2 separate regions of the Mus musculus genome follow, and region 2 is linked to region 1. Evidence: chromatin contacts called from public HiChIP or PLAC-seq data. All regions are on one chromosome and are shown on one strand. The core of a region is the stretch at or near the end of the contact, and the rest is flanking DNA. Distances in the headings are between cores, read along the strand shown.

Evidence for each region. HiChIP or PLAC-seq counts read pairs in DNA pulled down with a chosen protein or histone mark.
Region 2: a contact with region 1 is called in an H3K27ac HiChIP or PLAC-seq map of embryonic stem cells, with 4 times the contacts expected there. The contact joins the enhancer-like site here to the promoter of Pot1a in region 1. A contact is called at or near these places in 5 of 39 promoter capture datasets (the C10 cell line, the HPC-7 cell line, liver and 1 more), 3 of 484 Hi-C or Micro-C datasets (the HPC-7 cell line, LSK cells and pre-B cells) and 3 of 115 datasets of contacts at active chromatin or transcription factors (embryonic stem cells and pro-B cells).

The regions. Positions count from the first base shown.
Region 1 is chr6:25,806,971-25,810,951 of GRCm38.p6, forward strand. It overlaps Pot1a (protection of telomeres 1A), which reads right to left and starts at 2,248. Exons shown (of 18, transcript NM_133931.5): 1 at 2,205-2,248.
Region 2 is chr6:26,775,046-26,779,219 of GRCm38.p6, forward strand. No RefSeq gene overlaps it. Among named protein-coding and RNA genes, the nearest start is that of Gm30779, 10 kb to the left of the region's middle. Within about 2 kb of position 1,651, at least 10 of the 459 cell types and tissues checked have an H3K27ac peak or open chromatin away from gene starts, as enhancers often do. A contact at or near this core is called in embryonic stem cells, where this site is marked.

The DNA.
Region 1 (3,981 bases), core at 998-3,497:
AAGTTCCAACTTTCTGATGAGACAGAAATATAACAACTTTATTCATACAAGAGTCATCATAAAACTATGGGTATAAACTATGAAAACATGGTTACTTAATGTATAATGATTCAGAAATAAAGATGTAAAGTTTCTACTCAGGTAAAATGCTAGGAAGAACAACAAATGGTTGGATAACTTACAAGTTCCAAACCCTTCTTTGACCCACCAGAGGAAACACAGGACAATAAACTATCAGAGAGCTGAGTGAAAGAAGAGAGGTATGTGCTTGTTAAAAGCACAAAGCAAATGACAGATACTAACATTTGTGAGAAAACTTATCAGACATTTTTAATGGACTGTAAAGGCCAACAATGGGCTGTGCAATTGTACAGGGCACTTAGGAGCACCAAGGGAATCAGTCATTCACAAGCTCTTCACAGACCTGAGAAAGTCAAGACCAAGGGGAAGACAATAGCACAGCAGAAAGGCAGGTGCCTTGGGTGACTCTTTCCCCCTTATTTTTCATCAGAGCAATGGCCTAACAATAGAGGAGTTGAGTGACAAGCCTCTGAGTTTGGTGGAAACCCACTGTGGCTGGCAAAGAGAACAACAACCAACCAAACCAACCAAACCAACCAAACAAACAAACAAAACAAAAAGCATTCAACTTCTTTTTGGAACACAGAAGTAAGTCAAAATCTATACTTAGGGACAGATTGAGATAGCCCGAGACAGCTCTCTCCAATATCCAAACCTGAACTCTGGGCACAAGACTGTGTCTCCTCTCCTCTTGCCCAGCATAGTTGAGAATTTAAAACAGTTAAGTTTCCTGAACTCACTGACCCTCTATTCTAATTGTTCTGCATTTTATCTCATCATGTCTGAAACAGGCTGTCTAAATTCAAATACCATCTCTGCCATCTATTAGCTATCTGATCTCAGGAAAATTACTTAACCTTTCTGAAATACAGCACCTTTGTCTATATAGGTAAGCTATAAAGCATCAATGTCACAAGTCTTTGTGATAATTAAACAAACTAACATACACACAACACCAAAATGCCATACAACAGAAAAAAAATACTAAATTGTACTGTTCACTTAGCATTAAATGACTATTTTTTCCTAACCTTTCTATCACTAATTCAAATCTTTATCAACTCTTACATTCATTGCTGTCCTTACCTAATTGGATTTTCTCCCTTTAAGCTTTCTATATCCTATATATTCTTTGTACAGGAGGCAGAGGAGGTTCCTCTATATGTCTTTCTCCTGCTAACATCTAGTATGAAATTAACAGTTTTACAACAGCATCCAAATTCTTCAGCATACACGACTGTCAAAAAGGTTAAATACACTGTGTCACACTGAAAGTCTCAGTTTTAATTTCTTAATCTAACATATGAAACCAAAAAGCTATCTCATGTTCACATATCATACTGCTACACATTACTAATTGGAATTAATAATGGTCAGATATATTTATCTTGGACCTTAGAAACGTTTTCCATTGTATCATAAAATAATATGCTCGTTATGTGACTGCTGGAAAACTGTAAACTGATATATTCAGTCTCAGTTGTAACTGTAAAAATAAAAACCAATCTCTTACAAAGATACGAAATATAAAGTATGGGTATTCCTTCTCGGAGGAAAATGTTTTCTGAGTTAACAACCTTCTTAGCTGGATTTCCACTTAGCTTTTGTATTTAAAAAACTTCTAAGATTTTAGATGTTACAATTTCACCAACTTCACCTTGGTATCTTAAAATGTTGGACGTGGGGGCGGGAGATAAGCACGGGTTTTATTCTTTAACCCCTTTGTCAATGAAAATATTGTGTACGCACACTGTACCAAAAAGCTTCCTGATTTCAAAACTGGCATTGGTTGCCTCCTCCCTCAAACTCGTAAATATCCTAAGAGAAACTTGCAATTGATGTTAATCTGTGAACTCTAGGTTGAAACTTCTCAAACTCCTTGCCTGGGCTACTCAATAGCATCGCTGCTTAACGAATAGAGACCAACCGTCCCCAAAACACTCAGCAGCATGAGGGAGGACTTGGATCTGTTCACGTCTCTTCCCGATAGGGATCGGTCAACACTAACAGTACGTGTAACAGCATTTCTGCAAATCTGCACCAAATTTTGCAGTGAAGAGTCCTCGTTATATTTACCCAGGGTCGGCCCGCAGCGAAACCCAAACCTCCCCAAATTCACTCACCAGCAAAACCCGCGGACAACTAAAGTCTGGACCTAGGCGCCTGTGACGTCATGCACGCGCGCGGGCGCGAGCAGCTTAGTTCACGCATGCGTACTCCGCTAGAATTGCAGTGTGGCTGGCCGGGAACTCCCGGGTAAACAAGAAGAGGAAGAAGAGGGCGGAGCCACAGCAAGCTGTGTCTCAGCCACCAAGGCTGCTTGCCCCTCCGCTCCTTGGCTCACGCGGATTTCCGGTTGCCCAAAGGAGACAATCCCCAGCCTGCAGGGCGAGCCGGACCAGTTTAGGATCAGCCATTAAAGGCTAGCCACACAATCCAAAATAAGAGTCTTAAATCCTGTAGCAAGTGAGAACTCTATTCTAAACCAGGCTGGTTCCAGATTCCATTCTGTCGACTGGAAGCCCCTGACGCTAAAGCTTTTATTCTAAGTTAAACATTCAAATACGACTTTTCCAAGGCTATAAATACATGATGGTGATGATGTTATTTGTTTTATAGCACTTTGGTGACATCTGGGGTATTTTCAGGTAAACTGAAGAACCTTGCCATTATTTTCTAAAGCTTTCTTCTCTTTCCCCACTCCCCGTGTTCATAAAATATAAGTGAACCAGGAATAACAACTAAAGTGGAATTCAAGGACTGCCCATTAGAGGAGTATAATAAGGCCCAGATCCATACTGTTAGTCACTTCACACAGTTGTGAAATACTATTTATCCGCTAAGTTTAGCCACTGTATGGATTTTGGATCCTGTGCACTTTGGTTGAGAGCAGGGAACCGGAAGATTCTTCTAACTCCAGCTGAGGTCCTGGAGGCAGCAACTTTGGCAATAAGCAAGCAGGGAATCAGAGAAATTAACAAGAACCATCAACCAAACTGGTGACATACTGGTCAAGAGAACCGTTATTGCTGGTGATAGCTTCATTATAATAACGGGTTAACATTCTTCGGGAGTGGGAGGAACAAACATAAGCATACTTTGAAGCTTATTTCAAGTGGCTTGTGAACAAAGTCCCCCTTTCCCAGGAAGAACAACCCTTTTTCTGAGTGAAATGCACAATTGTTGTTTTACGAATTCCCGGTCTGTTAAATAAGCTGCTGTACTTGTGTTTTTCACAAAGCGTTGCTTTCGCTTCAGAATTAATCCCCCATCTGATCTGTGTCTGACTTCAGACAAAGCCTATACCCAGTTGGTGCCACATTCACTTCCACCACAGTCAAATCCCGTCTATCCTCCTAGTGCATGGTCATGTTCTCCTCATTACTTTCTCTCAGTATTTAAACACATTCTTCTACATTTGAAGTTTACTAGGAGCAGGGATAACGGTTCTATTTTACAGCCAAGACTGTATATAATGGCTGCTAGCTTTAGGAGCTAAATATTCATTGGATGAACAATACTCCAGGGAAAAACATGTTTCTTTTCTTACCTTTAACATCAGCCTTTCCATCCTTCCCAAACCCCCAGCTGATTACATGGAAATGTTCCTTAACTAAAACAGGAATACTCTGTGTTGCTAAGCCAAAAGGAGATACTTAGTCTCAAGAAGTTTTTTACTAAGTCCAAAAGCACTGTGGTTTTATTGTCAAAATTTGTAAACTCATCTTATTAGCCAAGGATTTTCCCAAGTTGTGTGAGTTTTCGTTCTTTATTTAAATTATTTTTTACAATAAAAAATACAATTACATCATTTAGCTTCTTTTTTTTTCAATCCAACTACACCCACTTATGGCCACTCCTCACTCTTCAATTTCATGTTTTTTTTTTCCTTAAGTACAT
Region 2 (4,174 bases), core at 401-2,900, 970 kb after region 1:
ATGCATAACAAAAGAGTGTAGTAAAATTAGCACACACTGAGCTATATTGTTAATTTATCACTCTTTGTGGATTTTAGAAAGAGTACAGGCACTTAATATATGTTGATTCTTTGGCTTATTAATTGCAGTTTACAATGCAACAAAATACAAAACAAATGCTTTGTGGCATTTTCCATATCTACAAGATGGCAGCTAAAGATTAGGACTCAATACTGATAGTCAACTACCCTACAAGCTATTAGCATTACATCATAATATGCCATTAAGGCAACTTTTTTATACTGAAAAAAAAATCAAAATAGAAACCATCATTTGTAATCTTATATGAAATGTTACACTTCAAGTGGAAATAAAAAAATAAAATTTTGTGTATTTACTATGGAATGCATATAAAAGCTCAATTTTTGTTATACTGAGGGAAAAAAAGCTCTTCTGTGTTGGGAAAATAATGCTTAAAAAATAATTAGTAGAAAAACCCACCAGTATAATGTTTTGTCTTTCAATACCAGCAAATTTGGGGACATACTGAGGATAATGTTGAAACATCCACAGGTGAAATGTACAAATATGTCATAAAGAAATCTTTCCTTGTGATTAGAAATAGGTTTGAAATGAAGTAAATTGATTGGAGATTGTCACGGCTGCTTTTTTGAATCATGTCACAGGCATTTTTTTCTCCCCTGCCTTCCCAACCCCTACATTACTGAAAAATAAAATTGCATTTATAATGTGCAAGACAAATATGGATTGAACAAAAGAATGTTTCTCCTTTTGAGCTAATGTCTTGTTTTAGATTTTTATGTGAATTTAAATTAATTAAGGAGGAATGTTTTCTATAACAACAGTAACAAGTAAGATGGGTCTTTTGTTTCTGATCATGATGATGTGGATAGACCAGTCTCACCACATAAAAAGATTGAACAAAACTAACTTCACAGTGCCTTCCATACATTAGTCAACATAGCAGAGTAAGGAAGGATCCCACAGACTTAACAAATATAATGAGCCAACTTAACCAGTCTCCTAGCCTAGACTATATCCTGAAGAGTTTCCTACCAGACCAGGAAAGAGGAAGACAGGAAAGAGTGAAAACAATAGAAGTACTGATTCTCAAAACAATTTGAGATTATGTTAATGAATGTAAGAATTCTTAGAAAGATTTTATAGTGAGAAACAGTATATGTAGTTATAGATGCACTGGGTAAATCCTCAGACCACCTTAGGACTTTAAAGGACCAGCCAGCAAAAGACTCTGTGAAAACTGAGCTGCCTGGCAACTTCAAATGATAAATGAGTGCACAAAACTAAAGCTGCTGCAGACCCTTTTGGTCCCTGTATACATAGAACAGGTCTCTAGTTGCAGGTGGACAAGGAGTCGGTGAATGACAAACAGATGAGACATGAGAGAGTGTGTAGAATCTGAGTGTATTCTCACAAAGTGAACACCAGTCTTATATAATACAGAAAACAAAGGGGTAGGCAAAGTACATGGAAGTTACCTGACACAAAACAAAGGGATAACTTCAAAAGGACGTACAGGGACTGGGTAGTATTTACAGTAAAGATAAAACAGCCCTGCCTAGGGGCAGCTAATGACTGATAAGGATTTGACACCCTAGTCACAATTTGTGCTACTCCTTTGAGCCTTGTGAAAGCTAGCACCAGGGGGTTCTACTCTAGTCGACCTTCTCATGAATAACAAACCTCCTTTTTCCTAGGCCTTGGTAAATTCTTGCACATGAAGGTAACTTGGCTGTACTTTTAAGTATCTGTGGGGAATTTCCATTTGACAGAAGAATTCACCAACTTGCTTCTAGTATGCAATGTAGCCAGCTATACCTGGCTGAAGATAAAATCCATGTCTCAGTGGGATTCCCTACCTCTTACATGGTAAACCCACCTATTTGCTAGGCCATTGTGAATTCCCTTGTCTGGATAAGACTGGCTATTGTAAACACTCTGCAGACCAGCCCAGAGCTGGAGCTATTCAGTTTCCTTTCTTTGTAATGCCTAATTAGTTTCACTGTCTCTACCAGAAGTAAATTTGAATGTTACTGAATAGATAACCTTCTTACTGAATTCCTACTGAATTCCAAGTTTGTCTGCTTCAATGATTTTCTAGGATGTTGGAACACTGGCGAAGGCTTAGGTATGTCAGAATTCAATCTTTAAAGGCACTTATAAGAAAATAATACTAAAAGAGAGCACGTGGATCCATACACCAGACTAACTCAGGGATAGGGTATGAGTATACGGGATATGAGAATGCCAAGGTTCCAGGAGGTTGAGTTTCCTTGAAACTCTGTGCCTTGTGCTTCCAGGCCTCTTGGCCTTGTGCTTCCAGGCCTCCTGGCCTTCCAAGCAGACTTCACTGGAGTGTGTGTAGCATAAAGCAAACACTCAGAAGGGTCTTGGAAAATTTGTGTTGGCACCAGAATCACAGAAAAGTGGCAAAGACTGAGTTCTCCAGTTGAACACTGGCTTACAAGGATGATGAATTAGTGATGGACCATAAGAAAAAGTAAAGCCCACTAACAAATATTATCATATTACAACCAAACTACTTAGCTGCATCCTAAAGCAAAGGTCAATGCTATTTAAAGGAATATTAAAATATATGGAAGTAAAAAATGTCAAACTACAATATCTCACATGTAGAGATTAAGAAAAGAGGAAACAATAAGTTGGCACATCTGACAATCCTTAGGAGAACAATAAACAATAGAGACCATCTGAACAGTGATGTGATGATAAAGGTAAGAATTCAGTTAAATATGTGCTGTGTAGTACCAATCAAAAGAGTATGATCAAGATACAAAGAAAGAAGATGTAAAGTAAATATAGTCAAAAGCCAGGTATGAAAAAAAAAAGAATATTAAGGATAAAAATTCCCCTGAATGAAAATAACAACCAGACAGCAACAGTAAGAATGGGGAACCTGAAAAGGGTGGGTGGCTTCATAAACTAACAAGAAACAGTAGCGGCAGAAAATAAAATTGAAGAGAAGGAAGGACTAATAGAGAGAAGATAACAGTAAGGTAGAGAAGGAGGGAGACCACTGCACCAAACATTGCCTCACACATTGGAAATGTAGATACACAGACACAGAATTAAAGCATAGATAAAAATAGATAGGCAGACACAGGAGCGGGTACCTGAAACTTTGGTAGGATCCAGAAGTCAGTCAGCTCTAAACTGTAATTGAAAAATTGCTGGAGTCTCAGAATAGATAAGTCTGAGAGTGAAAGACTTTGGGATGGTTTCTGTCTTTTTCTCATTCACTCCCAGAGAAAATAAGTAACCCATATCCAAAAGGGTCCAAAACAAGACTTTAGAAAAGACAACATAAAAACAGTTTAAATGTGTGTGTGTGTGTATATAATATATATATTATTTATATATTATATCAAATATATAAAAATATAAACAGTTGGAGCTATAACAATAATGAGACTCCTGCACAGACTATGTGAATAGATGAAAACCGACTAAGAAAAGCATTTGCTGAATAGTACATAGAGCAAGATGAATTTACAGGCATTGCTAGCAGAAATTCAAAATGATAATGCCATATAGGCACTTTCGATAATTCCTTAGAAAACTAAACACACCATGACTATGTTATATAGCAAACATGCTTCTTGGCATTTACCAAATTAGGTTAATAAATTTTACCCCCACAAAACCAACAATAGATATATAAACTGAAGAACATCTAAATAATTAATATTATAAAGTGCTAGAAAAAATGAACTATCAAGTTTAAAAAAAAGTGTGGAAGAGACTCTCCTGCATGCTAAATAAGGAATAGCCTACCTGATCACAACTGCATATGTACATGACTCTTCTTATCTAAGTATACGGATGTATGGCCTCTGGAGCAAACTTTAGTACAGGACTATGCATGCAGGTCAAAAAATGTATATCATGGATCTCTGAATGCTCAATAATGCTGTGTTACCTCTGAGACTAAGGACCTTGGAAGCTCAAGTCACTACAGCATCTTTCCAGTCATTGGCATAGCTCTGCATAGGGAATGAAGCCAACTCACTTGAAAGCACAGTGAAAGAAGACAGCAAAAAAGTCACAATTTTTGCTAAGATAGCATATGGATTTCATATTTATTTTGTTTTATTTTATTATGGTTTTGAAACTCTGTTTGAGTTGATTTTAT